Linked DNA regions of Cricetulus griseus: region 1 is linked to region 2. Evidence: chromatin contacts called from public Hi-C data. All regions are on one chromosome and are shown on one strand. The core of a region is the stretch at or near the end of the contact, and the rest is flanking DNA. Distances in the headings are between cores, read along the strand shown.

Region 1 (6,064 bases), core at 1,798-4,297, 82 kb after region 2:
CAACGAGAAGCTGTCAATTTTAAATCAACCTTCACTTCACCATGAGAGACCAAGACTCTCCTGAAGGGCAAGAACAGACCCAAAGGTAAAGGAAGCTGCCTTTCAACTTTGGTCTCTGATTCCACAGGCCTTAAAAAAAATACCACGCAAGAATATGCCTCTTGCAACTGTGGTCACATGCAAACATGAAGCAAGAAGCGCATCTGTTTGGAGCTGGCCTCAGATGCCTCTAGCTCTTCTCCAAACCAGGTTCCTAACTCCCACCCACAGAGAGAAAGCCAGCGCCTCAGGCAGCACCCAGGGACAAGCAAATCAGCACTGCCAAGGTCAACTGCTGACAGGCTTAACTGTTTACAGCAACTAGAATATGCTGGCTGCTGAAGCTATGAGGCTCAACCTTCCAGCTTGCCCAACACCATATGAAATGGATTTACCACACCAGCTACAAAATACCAAGTACTGCAGATGTGGATTCCAAAGAACATACATTTCACACAGAAGCAAATGTAACAGGACCCCCAGGAACACTGCACTGTTCACCTGAAGCTGGCTGGGGAAACCCTAGAATGCTAGCCATGCCAGCAGCAGGACAGGCAAGTCGGATACCCCCCAGCACCGCTAAAACGCTGCAGTTCTAGCTGATTTGGCCACCCCTTATTATTTCTTACCTTTGTCTGTCACAGAGGAGTGAAACAGCCTATGTGACTTGTCATCTCGGAAAGCAGCTATGTGTCACACGTGGCTAGCAAGCATAAGCAATGTGGCTACTTGGATTCTAGCATACGGGAGGATTTTGATTTCAGTCCCCTCTATGTCAACATGACTCCTTAGGACCCGTCATATTTATTGCATGTAAAAATAGTATTTTTATTTACTTTTTAGGTTTTATTATTTTATTTGTGTGGGCACATGTACATTTTGAGTGCATGGATATCTGGGCACCATGTACATTTCTAGTAACCACAGAGCCTAGAAGTAGGTGAATGACTGCCTGGGTCCTATAACTACTGAGCCATCTCTCTGGCCCCTAATAGGTGAAACAAAACCTTACAAACCTCTCTTTCTCCTTACTTTTTGAAAATGGGGACAGTAGGAAATCTCCAGTGACACACATAGCTAACAGTGCAGATTTATCAGACTGTATTTCTACCGTGAGTAATGCCACACAGAAACAAACAGCACGAATACATAATCTCACTTGTAGCTACAGAAACAGGAAAAGAACAGTCCGGCTAATAACCTCTAGAAGAGTCAAGTCGGTTTCAGCTATGTTACTTGTCATTCTCAGAAAAGCTGCTTTCCGCTGACCGCAGAACATTAAAATTTTATGTCGTTAAAAGAGGACTACAGTGTTTTTAAAAAATGCTCCTGATGCCTGCTCCACCTCTGCCTCTGTTGTCATCACCGCTTAGCATTAGGCCCATGCTCAGCCCTTGCCAGAGACCAGAGACGCATTGCTGTGCCAGAGACCAGAGACACCACAGTGCCAGAGACCAAAGATGCACAGCAGTGCCAGAGACCAGAGAAGCTCTGCAGTGCTGGCCTGGCTTTGAATCTGATAGAGTGGCTCCTGTTTAGATTTTTCTGTGTTAGTCCCTTTTTTTAACCCTGTGCCGTCACTGAAATCTAACCAAAGCTTCAGCTCCAAAGGCCAAGAAAAAAGAAAACAAAACAAAGAAATCCAAGAAGAAAACAGAACCAATAGAAAAGTATTGTCAGGGGTCTAGAAAACCCAAGCAGTACTTAGGTACTATATATAACCTGTTTAAAAAAAATAAAAAGAATCCCAGCACTCGGGAGGCAGAGGCAGGCGGATCTCTGTGAGTTCGAGGCCAGCCCGGTCTCCACAGCGAGTGCCAGGATAGGCTCCAAAGCTACACAGAGAAACCCTGTCTGGAAAAAACAAAACAACAACAACAACAACAACAAAAAAGTGACTCATTTACTCATTTACTATTTCCAAATAAGCCATGCTGATGTGCACAGGCAAGCTCAGCAAACAGGACAGAGCCAGCCATCAGCTCCACACGTACCGCCATGTGGGAAGCGGATGCCAGCCCTTAGGTTGAAGAAAGAGCATCACAGGGGTGGGGGGACAGCTGGGCATGGATGGGGTGAGGAGGGCAGGGGAGGCAGAGAGCAGCAGAAACTTCTTCCCTTGGGAAGCCAATAGGAAGTAAGTGTTTCACACCTTTAACCCTCTACCACTGTTCCAAATGCAACTGGAAAAAGGACAAAATTATGAATCTTTATGTGAACAGACAGTTTAAAGTGATTCTAAAAGCTAACAAGTCAAAATCCAGTAGTCAAGAAGCATAAATCTCACTTGTCTTACGATTCCTGAGAAGTAACTTGTTTTTATGTACTTTGGTTGTCATCCTAGCCTTTAACTGAGGAGCCATCTCTCTAGGCCTGTTTTCATATATTTTAAAGGAATTGTTTATTTTTAAAGATTTCTTTATCTTATTTTATCGTGTGACATAAAATGTTTGTTGCATCTATGTATATGCAAAACCCGTGTGCCTGGTGTTCTTGGGGGCCAGAGGTGGCATGGGGCCCCTAGAACTGGCAAGTGGTTGTGGTTGTAGGGCAGCTAGTGCTCTTAACTGCTTAGCCATCTCTCCCGCTCCTATCGTTCCGATTAGTAACAAGTCCTGCAGCAATCCCCCGAAAATAAAATGGAACAACATGAATAACCGAAAAGGAGCCCCTGGAATGAGAAGCAGTGTTTACTCTAGGTGAGGGGATCTTGAAAGACTGCAGCGGTAATATTCCTACAGTTTCCTAGGTTTGACAGAATCAAAGCATCTTTACTCTTATGTGCATGGACCAGAACAGGCTCCAGAATACTAAACTCTAATAATATGATGAATCTTACACAGCCTGAACTCTGATCAAGAGTCTAGAACCATTCAGCCAATGGCTACCTCCTAAGAAGTGTTCTGATGCCATCTAGTGGCAGGCCTTTTATCGCATGGGACATAATGACTGGACTCATGTTCTCAAAGTGAGGAGGTCCCTGGCATTTGCCGTGCCTGGGAATATTGGAAATGCAAACCGCTGTGCTACTCATAATTATTAAAACTATGCTGGCAGGGACCAGTGAGCTGTCCTACGGAGATATCTAGTGGCTCTGACTCACCCTCAAATTCGGGAGTGCTTAAGTCCTTCAGTGAAAGACTCGAAACTGTTTTTAATAAATTAACAAATTCTAGACAGAAACTCGTGTTTCATTCTGGATCCAAATACACCTTATTAAGCGACAGCCTTAAAAGCTATCTACAAACCCAGTGTGGTGACACACACCTTTAATCATAGCAGAGGCAGGCAGATCTCTGAGCACAAGGACAGCCTGGTTTTACATACTGAGTTCTAGGACAGCCAGTGCTACAGAGAGAAACCTGTCTCAAACACACACACACACACATACAGAGAGAGAGAGAGAGAGAGAGAGAGAGAGAGAGAGAGAGAGAGACAGAGAGAGAGACAGAGACAGAGAGAAAGACAGAGAGAGACAGAGAGACAGAGAGAGACAGAGAGAGACAGACACAGAGACAGAGACAGAGACAGAGACAGAGACAGAGACAGAGACACAGAGATAAAACGAGACAGAGGCCATCCACTACCTCAGAGTTATATAGTTCAACACCCGATATGCATTACCTGGGTTCCAAACTCCCAAGACATCCAATGAGAATCAGAGGGCTGTGTCCCCAGACAACCCGGATCAAGTGGATCCCACCATTAAAACAAACGACCTACAAAACACCACTTAAATTCAGGAAACTATATGAACAAAGACAACATTAACCACTATCAGTATGAAAGGACATGGCATATTACCGTGGCTAACGACAGAGGGAAAGAGAGACCGAGGACAAGCGGGCTACTTTAAGTTATGTGGTGTCTCCCCCAAGAGCAGGCACCACGGGAAGCCCGCTGTAACACAAGCAGGCCGCGGGAAGTCTGGGAGTCTGGATAACTGTCTTTTCTAGCAGCTCTCGGAGGAGAAAACGGCTTCCTTAAATTTCAACCTGGAAAACATCACAGTTGAGTAAAACAAGGCCCAGGGTGTGCCTCGGTGCTTCCAATTCAGCTTGGTACTATGTACTTCCTGAGGGGTGGAGGTGTACTGCTGATTTTTAACAGTATCTATTTAGTCATAAAGAGTCCTACACTTAAAACTGCAAACCCGAATCAGATACAGCCCTTGTGCAGCCACTGTCACAAGTCAGAATCAAATCAAGAGTGTCGCATGTGGACGGAGGGAGTTAGTGTGAAGTGCTAGCCTTATGCCCCGTGCCTCAACCCAAGGGAGCCTCTCGGGACTGGCTTTACTGCTGTTTCTACCTTGTCCTGTCAGTGTACAGACTCAGAGAACAACTAGCTAAATCCACACAGCAAGAACTGCACCGGCTGGCAGTCCTTTCTTTTCTTTCTTTCTTTTGTTTTGAGACAAGTTTCTCTGTGTAGCCTGGCTGTCCTTGAACTCACTCTGTAGACCAGGCTGGCTTTGAACTTGCAGAGATCCACCTGCCTCTGCCTCCCAAGTGTGGGGATTAAAGGTGTGCACCACTGTCCCCATACTGATAGCAATCTTTAACAGCGTCCCCATTGTCCCTGTCCGCACACCTAAGGCTCTGCGCAGTGCAGTATCTGGCCGTCACCATACCTCATCTTTGCTCATTCAAACACTCTGGCCATTCATTAGCCATTATGCCTGTCAAAACAACGGACATTTTCTTACTTTTAATCTAAAATAATACAGACTCCATACACTGCATTAAAAACTATAGAAAATATACCAAACTCCGCTGGGCATATCACTAACAGCAGTTGCTAGAGTCTGAATAGCCAGTGTCCCCCAAAGGCCTGTTGTGTTATAGAGCTGGCGCACTGGGGAGGTGGTACTGGGGTACGGAGCCTTTGAGAGGAAGGAGTCTGAGGGAAGTGCTCACTTAGGTCACTAGTGCCTGGTCTTGAAGGACACTGAGACCCTGGCTCCCTCTTCCTCCTCTCTCTTGCTTGCTGGCAAGGGTCTTGAGTCCCTTCCGCTAATATGCTGCCTTACCAGAGGTCCCCAGAGATTGTTGACTGGAACCTCCAAACAAGGAAGCCAAGACTTCTTTTCTACGTTAGTTATCTCAGGTGTTCTGAAATGGAGACACAAAGCTGACTGGCGCAGATGTTGGGGGTTACCACCATACACCAACAGCTACTAAGAGGAAGAAAAAAAAAGAGGGTCTAAGCTAGGGACCAGCAATCGGGTCCAAATCTGAATTCCCTATCTGTGTCCTGTCCTAAGTCATTTCCTACTGACAGATTGAGGCCGGGTCATTTGTCTCACTGTGTGATGGTCAGAGCCCGCACCTTCATTTGGCAGGATGGGCCTGATGTATCTATGGCAACTCCTTCGCTTCTCTCCCTCGGCACCTCCGAACATGGCAGCACCAGGAGGCGTATCCCAGGTGGAGAGTAACAAAGACACTGACGGCAATGACACCGTTAAACTCAGTCTCACACATTTCTAAAACACCCATCAAGGGACAGGGAAGTTTCACCAGCACAGGAAGCAGGCAACTCGGGCACTGCTCCAGACACCGGCGTGGGGCTTTTACCAGAGCTGGTTAAAAAGCTGCTGCAGATTCGCCCAGCAGTGCTGATGGCTTACAGGGGAGAGGCCGGTCAGCAATGCCTGCTGGTGTCCGTGGGTGGAGTCAGTACTCCATCCACGGCCTTTAGACCCCAACGCCCACATGCCTTACATGCCTGCCTGCCTGATTCACTCAGCAAGCTTTCACAGAGACCTAAAACATACAGGCTCCGAGACAGGAAGAAGCATGCCTACACATGACGCCAACACCCAAGGCCTCAACAACCCAGGCCAGCTACAGAACTGAGACACACAGAAATGCTCAGGCAGACCCTCCGAATACGAGGGAGCGGGCTAGCTGCTGGCAGGCAGAACGAGTCATGTTATCACTTACCTAGAGAAGCCGCGCACGGCCTGTGCTTTCCAATGTCCAAATCTGCAAAATCTCCAGTGGAAACACGTTCCCCAAGC
Region 2 (5,763 bases), core at 883-3,382:
GGTTAGATCTTCGGGGTGAATGAAACAAGGGCACAGAAAGACAAACACCCCTTTATGACTCATTTATGAAAACCAGGAAGTCAGTCTTGTACAAGGGTAGCAGATGGTACAGTGATCACTAGAGTTGCAGAAAGAAAAGGCACAAGAATTAAGAAGGCCCTACCTCCAGGGCCTGGGAAGGGTGCTGGAGGGAGAGGCAGACAGTGGAAAGAACCCAGGGTATAAGCAAGGTAGATGGATGTGACCTTTGCATGGAGCCAGCACAGGGAAACTCACCAAGCTGCACAACTAGCATGTGCTAAAAATGATTTCAAAAGTAACTCACATATAAAAAACCAATTAAAATGGTTAATCTGTTGGAAAATAGGGTTGAGGTGGTAGTCACTAGGGGCCAGAGTAGGAGTACAGCATTCAGTACTAAACTATGTAAACATAGGCCTGAAGCGATGGCTCAGTGGTTAAAAGCACCACATGGCAGCTCACAACTGTCTGTAACTCCAGTGCCAGGGAATCCAACACTCTCTTCTGGACTTTGTGGATATCAAGTATTACACAGACTTACATGCAGGCAAAACACCCACAACATATAAAACTAAAACATAAAACTAAAATTGTGCAAATATACTTCACCAACTGAAGCATTTCTCACAGGGAATATGTGAAAAAAGCCACCAGAGAAATACAAATGAAAACCAAGAGGACAGCACCTGGCTCACTTAGAGAGACCATTACCAAAGACAAAAAGTGACCAGTATTCAAGAGGATGTGGGAGGGGTAAGAATTGGCTCAGTCATTGCAGAAAACAGTATAGAGTTTCCAGAAAAGAAACAAACAGGCCCCAAAGCAGTAATACTATATATGAACCAGCAATCTCTTCTCTGTGTGTGAATGGCCAAAGGAATAAAACTGAGTGTCAACTGCTCTCCCAGGTCCAATACAACCCTATCTGCAACAGTCAACATGTGAGGCTCCATCTTTCAATGGATGAACACACACACACACACACACACACACACACACACACACACACACACACACACACACACACACACACAGGGGTGAAGGGGAGAAACACGTATCTGATCTGCACTAACAGTGCTACTGGGTTTAATCCTTTCAGTTTCATCCTGAAAATGCTTAATTACCCTGCTGAGCTCACTCAAAGACACCAAAATTCACACGCCTCCAAAACACAGCCATCAGCATAAAATGCGCATGCCCTTGGGCCAGGGGGATGCTAAGGACAGACCATGTTCCCTTCTCTAGGCAGAGACCGTATCCTTTGGGGGCAAAAACACCATCAGGGATATTCCTGGCAGCCACAAGGGTGGAGTCTGGAAGCCTGTTGTAAGGGATCTCTGACTGCAGACTAAGGAAGGAACTACTCATTACACCCAAGACTTGGCACAGCTCAGTCTCCAAACGTTAGCTTCCAGGCAGTCATCGCACAGCTCCTGGAAATGCTTAGGATCTCTCTGAGCTTTTACTGGGAAGAAACTCGGATAAATAGATTTCAAGCCACTGAAAGGGTTTTGGGTGTGGTTGACATGGCTGACTTTGAAAACTTAGCAACACAGGATACACTATGAGTAAGTTCTTAAAAAAAAAAAAAACAAAAAACAAAAAACAACAAAAAAAAAACCAAACCCCCACTAGAGCTAACTCACCAGACCCTTCTGAAAGGGCTCTTTTACTAATTTCAGTGAAGTCCAGCAGAACATAAGCCGTAATGTGAAACACAATTTATGCAATTATGTTGAAATTCTCTACCAGAGTTGCATCTTCTAATGTAAGATTTTATGGTAAAATAATTTCAAAATACTTTTAAAAGTTATGTTAGGCTCATTTTGGTTTTAAAACTGTCACAGGAAACTCTTTTCTATATAAGTCATTGAAATCCTAAGACAAAATGATAGTGTCTTTAAATTAGGAAAAAAAAAAAAAAACAACCCTAAGAACTGAAGCTAACCCTCAATTGAAATTATACTGTTAGGCAACTCCAAAAGCTAAACAAAAACACGTTAGGACAGAAATTGCAACATCAAGGGAAAACTATCCTCATGTAGAGTTCTAGACTCAGCACCGCCTGAGTCCAGAGATGAACTGATCCTGCCTAGGTTTTCCCACAGTCAGCCAACAGGCTAATCACGACATCACAGCCACTGGGGTTTACTCGGGTAAGGCCTATGAGGCCTTTGAAAAGCCAACAGGGATCCCATGGGTGGGTCTGGTCTGCCTTTCAAAACCCACGAACTTCCCATTATATAATTGCCAAGAAGGGAAGCATTTCCCAAGTTAAACAGCCAGCTGGGCGGCACAGTGGCCGAAGGGCTGCACGCCTGCCTGCCTCCCTCCTTGCTGTTAGGAAAGGGAAGGAAAGAGCTTTGTCAATGGCACAGCCGTCCTGTCTGTTAATGTCAGATGAATGAAGCCCGCTTAATGGTCTCACGGGGTTCTTTCTAACGAAACTCCCAGAAGCCCCAGTATCTAAACTAAAATTTCCATATAATCCCTTATAAGATCCCATCTTACAGTGACCACAGAATTCTGAGAACCTTGCTTTTCCACAAAGCCCAAGAAAAATACTTCAGTTTCACCATTCTCGAATTCATTTGACTTAGAAACAAAATAAACATATTACTCTATTTAATATCATTGCACAAGCAAATTCACAAGAATGAAATGTGGTCTGAGTTCCTAGAAAAAATGTAGCAATCCAGGCTGCCAACTTGCTCGGTGTCGAGCTCTAGGCAGAGCAGGAGCACCAGCAGTGACTCAGACTGAATCACGCGTAAGCTATTTTTGCTTTTCAAGTCCTGCCAGGAGCTGTGCTAATATTCAACTCAGAGTAAATTTAGCTCAACAAGAAAACAAGTGTTTCCATGGCTGCCTCTTCACAGTGTTTATGGTATGGTCTATGCGCAGCCATTAGGCCCAGGAGCCCAGCCAGATCCACAAAGTGGAAATGCTCATCTTTCCTTGGCAACACCAAATACAGCTTGGGCTATCCTTCTGTCTGCTGTCTACCTGCCTCCTGAGCTCCCAAATGGCTAACATGCAGTGAGCTGACAGAGCTAACAGGCTGCTGCTGCTGGGGGGTTTCATCTGGCTTTGCACTGAGTCAAAACCACACTTCTCTAGAGGTGGTGTACACCACACTAAAATGCTTAAAGGACTTAGCAAACACAGTAGAAAGTTTGGTGGACAGACACCACATGGAATCTTCACACAGGATCACATCTAGTGACAGTCTGTTTATGCGGCTGACACTCAGAGGTGCTGAAAAATAAATTAGTAACAGGCAAAGAGTAGGTAAGATTTGATTGTCTTTATGCTGGAGGAAAAAAAAAACCCAACACGATGAAAAATTATCATAGTAACCTCCTTAATGTTTTCTGTAACAGAAAAAGTTTTCTTACTACTCTACAGGGGGCAGCAAGCTGGGTAGCAACACAGGAGAGCCACCAGCAAGCCACCCTACCCAGTGTTGAGCACACAATTCAATAGCACTATAGTTCCAAGCTGAGGGTTCCTCAAAGGGCAAACACAAAAGCCTGGTCCCAGCTTGTAGTGTCTCGGTGAGATGCATGTAACCTCTAAAATGTAGAGTCTAGAGGAGAGTCCCCTTGAAGGGCACCTGGCCCATTCCCATCCCTCTCTCTGCCTTCTCGTTTCCATGAGGTAGACAGGCCTTCCCCTCTGGGTGTTCCAGTCACAGTAGACTGTGCTGCCACAGACCCAAAGCAATAGTGTCAAGTGGCTATAACTGAGGCCCCTGAACCCATGGACCAAAATAAACTTTCCGTCTGAAAGGTCTGCTATGTCAGGTATTGTGTTACACAGTTAGTGTAACACAGAAAGCTGACACAATTAGTATTAACCACATTCACAATTTCATAAAACAGGTCTCCAGAAGCTGTCACCTTGTGATTCTTACACACACACACACACACACACACACACACACACACACACACACACACACAGAGGCTTCTGTGCTTGGGCAGCAGAGTGGATTGAGAAGATGGAGGAGCAGATGCCAGGGCACTTTCCTAACTAAATCTACATCACTGGAATTCCTAGCACCATCTCATACATGGTGCTAGGATTTCACTTGGCAAAAATAATCAGCTTTCCCAGCAGAGGTGTCTACGCTATGTAGGCTGCACGTACCTTGGAATATACACCAAATCATAGAGCCTCTTTTTATAAAAACAAACTTTTATCTAGGCAAGAGAGAAAAGGTTAGGTTTCTCTACCAATGTCAGTACTGACATTGTGTGCAGCAGGCACACAGACTGTGGCAGAGAACAGAAAAAGCATGGATTCCGACCCCTGCTCAAGGCCACAAATCCTGTGAAGCAAGAGCCGTGTTTCCTTTCTTTTCCTTCCTAGCAAAATGTTTTTGTACACGTAGACGGCCACTACTGCAAAGGAACGAAGTGGAGAAGGTTGGGTCAGAACACCACCAGAGAAGATAGAGAAACTAACCAAGTAGGGCAAGTCTGGAGAACAGCCAATGGGTCTGGCATGGCCGTGATGACACACCACCAGTCACACAAACAGCCTCATCGGAGAGTCATGCTCCAGGGAAAAAATTCATCCTTACACAAGCAGGGTGCTCAGAAAGCTATTCAGGCCGTTCAATATTTGGAAAAAGCTTTGCAAGAGTGGTCAAAAGGATCTTTTGAAACTCCTGGCTCTAAAGAACACTGCCAAGGGTACCTTGGTGATAGGTCAAACCCCTAAAGCTCTCTTGAATGGACTCTTTAAGTCCCAGGGTCCGGATCTGGGCCAGGCCTTGGCATACAGCACAGGTGATTCAAAGAGCCGTATGGACCAGAAAGCAAGTGCCGAACTGCAAGCCTGGAGAACATCTGACTTGAAGCCCATGGATCTCAAGGCCCTGGGGAACAGAAGTGATTTATAAAATAATGACCTTCTGACTCACTGGGTCACTGACTCACTAACTCAACTCTACCATGAAGTTTGGGGTTAGAGGAATTTAAAACAGCTAAATCTCTACAATAAGAATATACTCAAAGCTAAGCAGAGGCATATGTGAGAGAGAAAACTGGACCGCTGAAGAGTTGAGTTTAAGAGAGTGGAAATATTCTTTAAGATACGACACATCATTTTACTCAGCAATGCTAGGTCTGGACACATGCACAGGAGAATTGAAGGGAGGAATTCACACGGACAGATGCCGCCCAGTATTCACAGCAATACGGGAACTGACACACAGAGACTCAAACGCCCACCAATAGGTCAATGTTTGAACGGGGAAATCCCCTGGGCTTGGTAAGGCATCAAACTGAGATACAGGTGATGGATGGAGCAGCCCTGAAGCCATTGCAGTGCATGAGCCTGTATGCAGCCTGGAACAGTCAAATGCACCCAGACAGGAATTAGCACAGTGGGGACCAACGAGGGGGCGAGGAGGAATTACTATTTAATGAGCACAACATTTCTGTATAAGATTCTGAAAAGGTCCCAGCAGTGGGTGATGGTGACAACTGCACGGTGCAAATGCATTTAATGCCAGCACACTGCATAAACAGTGTCATGGTAAATTTTATGTTAGCTCACATTTAATACACATATCAAAATGTAAAGCCGAAACAGACGCAAGGAGCAACGATATACTAACAACTGCTTACCTGCTGTACTGTAGGCCTCATTACTGCTCTGCCTTAAGAACAGGGAGCCAGTAGTGCTTGTGGGTAGGACACCTGAACTCTGCACTATCTGCTTGGTTCTAGA

The links. Hi-C and Micro-C count contacts between places; a contact is called where the count stands out from the background.
Region 1: a contact with region 2 is called in a Hi-C map of the CHO-K1 cell line, with 2.1 times the contacts expected there. The contact joins two enhancer-like sites. A contact is called at or near these places in 2 of 8 Hi-C or Micro-C datasets (the CHL-YN cell line and the CHO-K1 cell line).

Annotation. Positions count from the first base shown.
Region 1 is chr10:28,245,579-28,251,642 of CriGri-PICRH-1.0, forward strand. The region is part of intron 2 of LOC103159000 (E3 SUMO-protein ligase NSE2); the gene reads right to left. Among named protein-coding and RNA genes, the nearest start is that of Washc5, 15 kb to the right of the region's middle. Within about 2 kb of position 3,048, at least 1 of the 6 cell types and tissues checked has open chromatin away from gene starts, as enhancers often do. A contact at or near this core is called in the CHO-K1 cell line, where this site is marked.
Region 2 is chr10:28,164,064-28,169,826 of CriGri-PICRH-1.0, forward strand. All of the region lies in intron 4 of LOC103159000 (E3 SUMO-protein ligase NSE2), which reads right to left. Among named protein-coding and RNA genes, the nearest start is that of Washc5, 97 kb to the right of the region's middle. Within about 2 kb of position 2,133, at least 6 of the 6 cell types and tissues checked have open chromatin away from gene starts, as enhancers often do. A contact at or near this core is called in the CHO-K1 cell line, where this site is marked.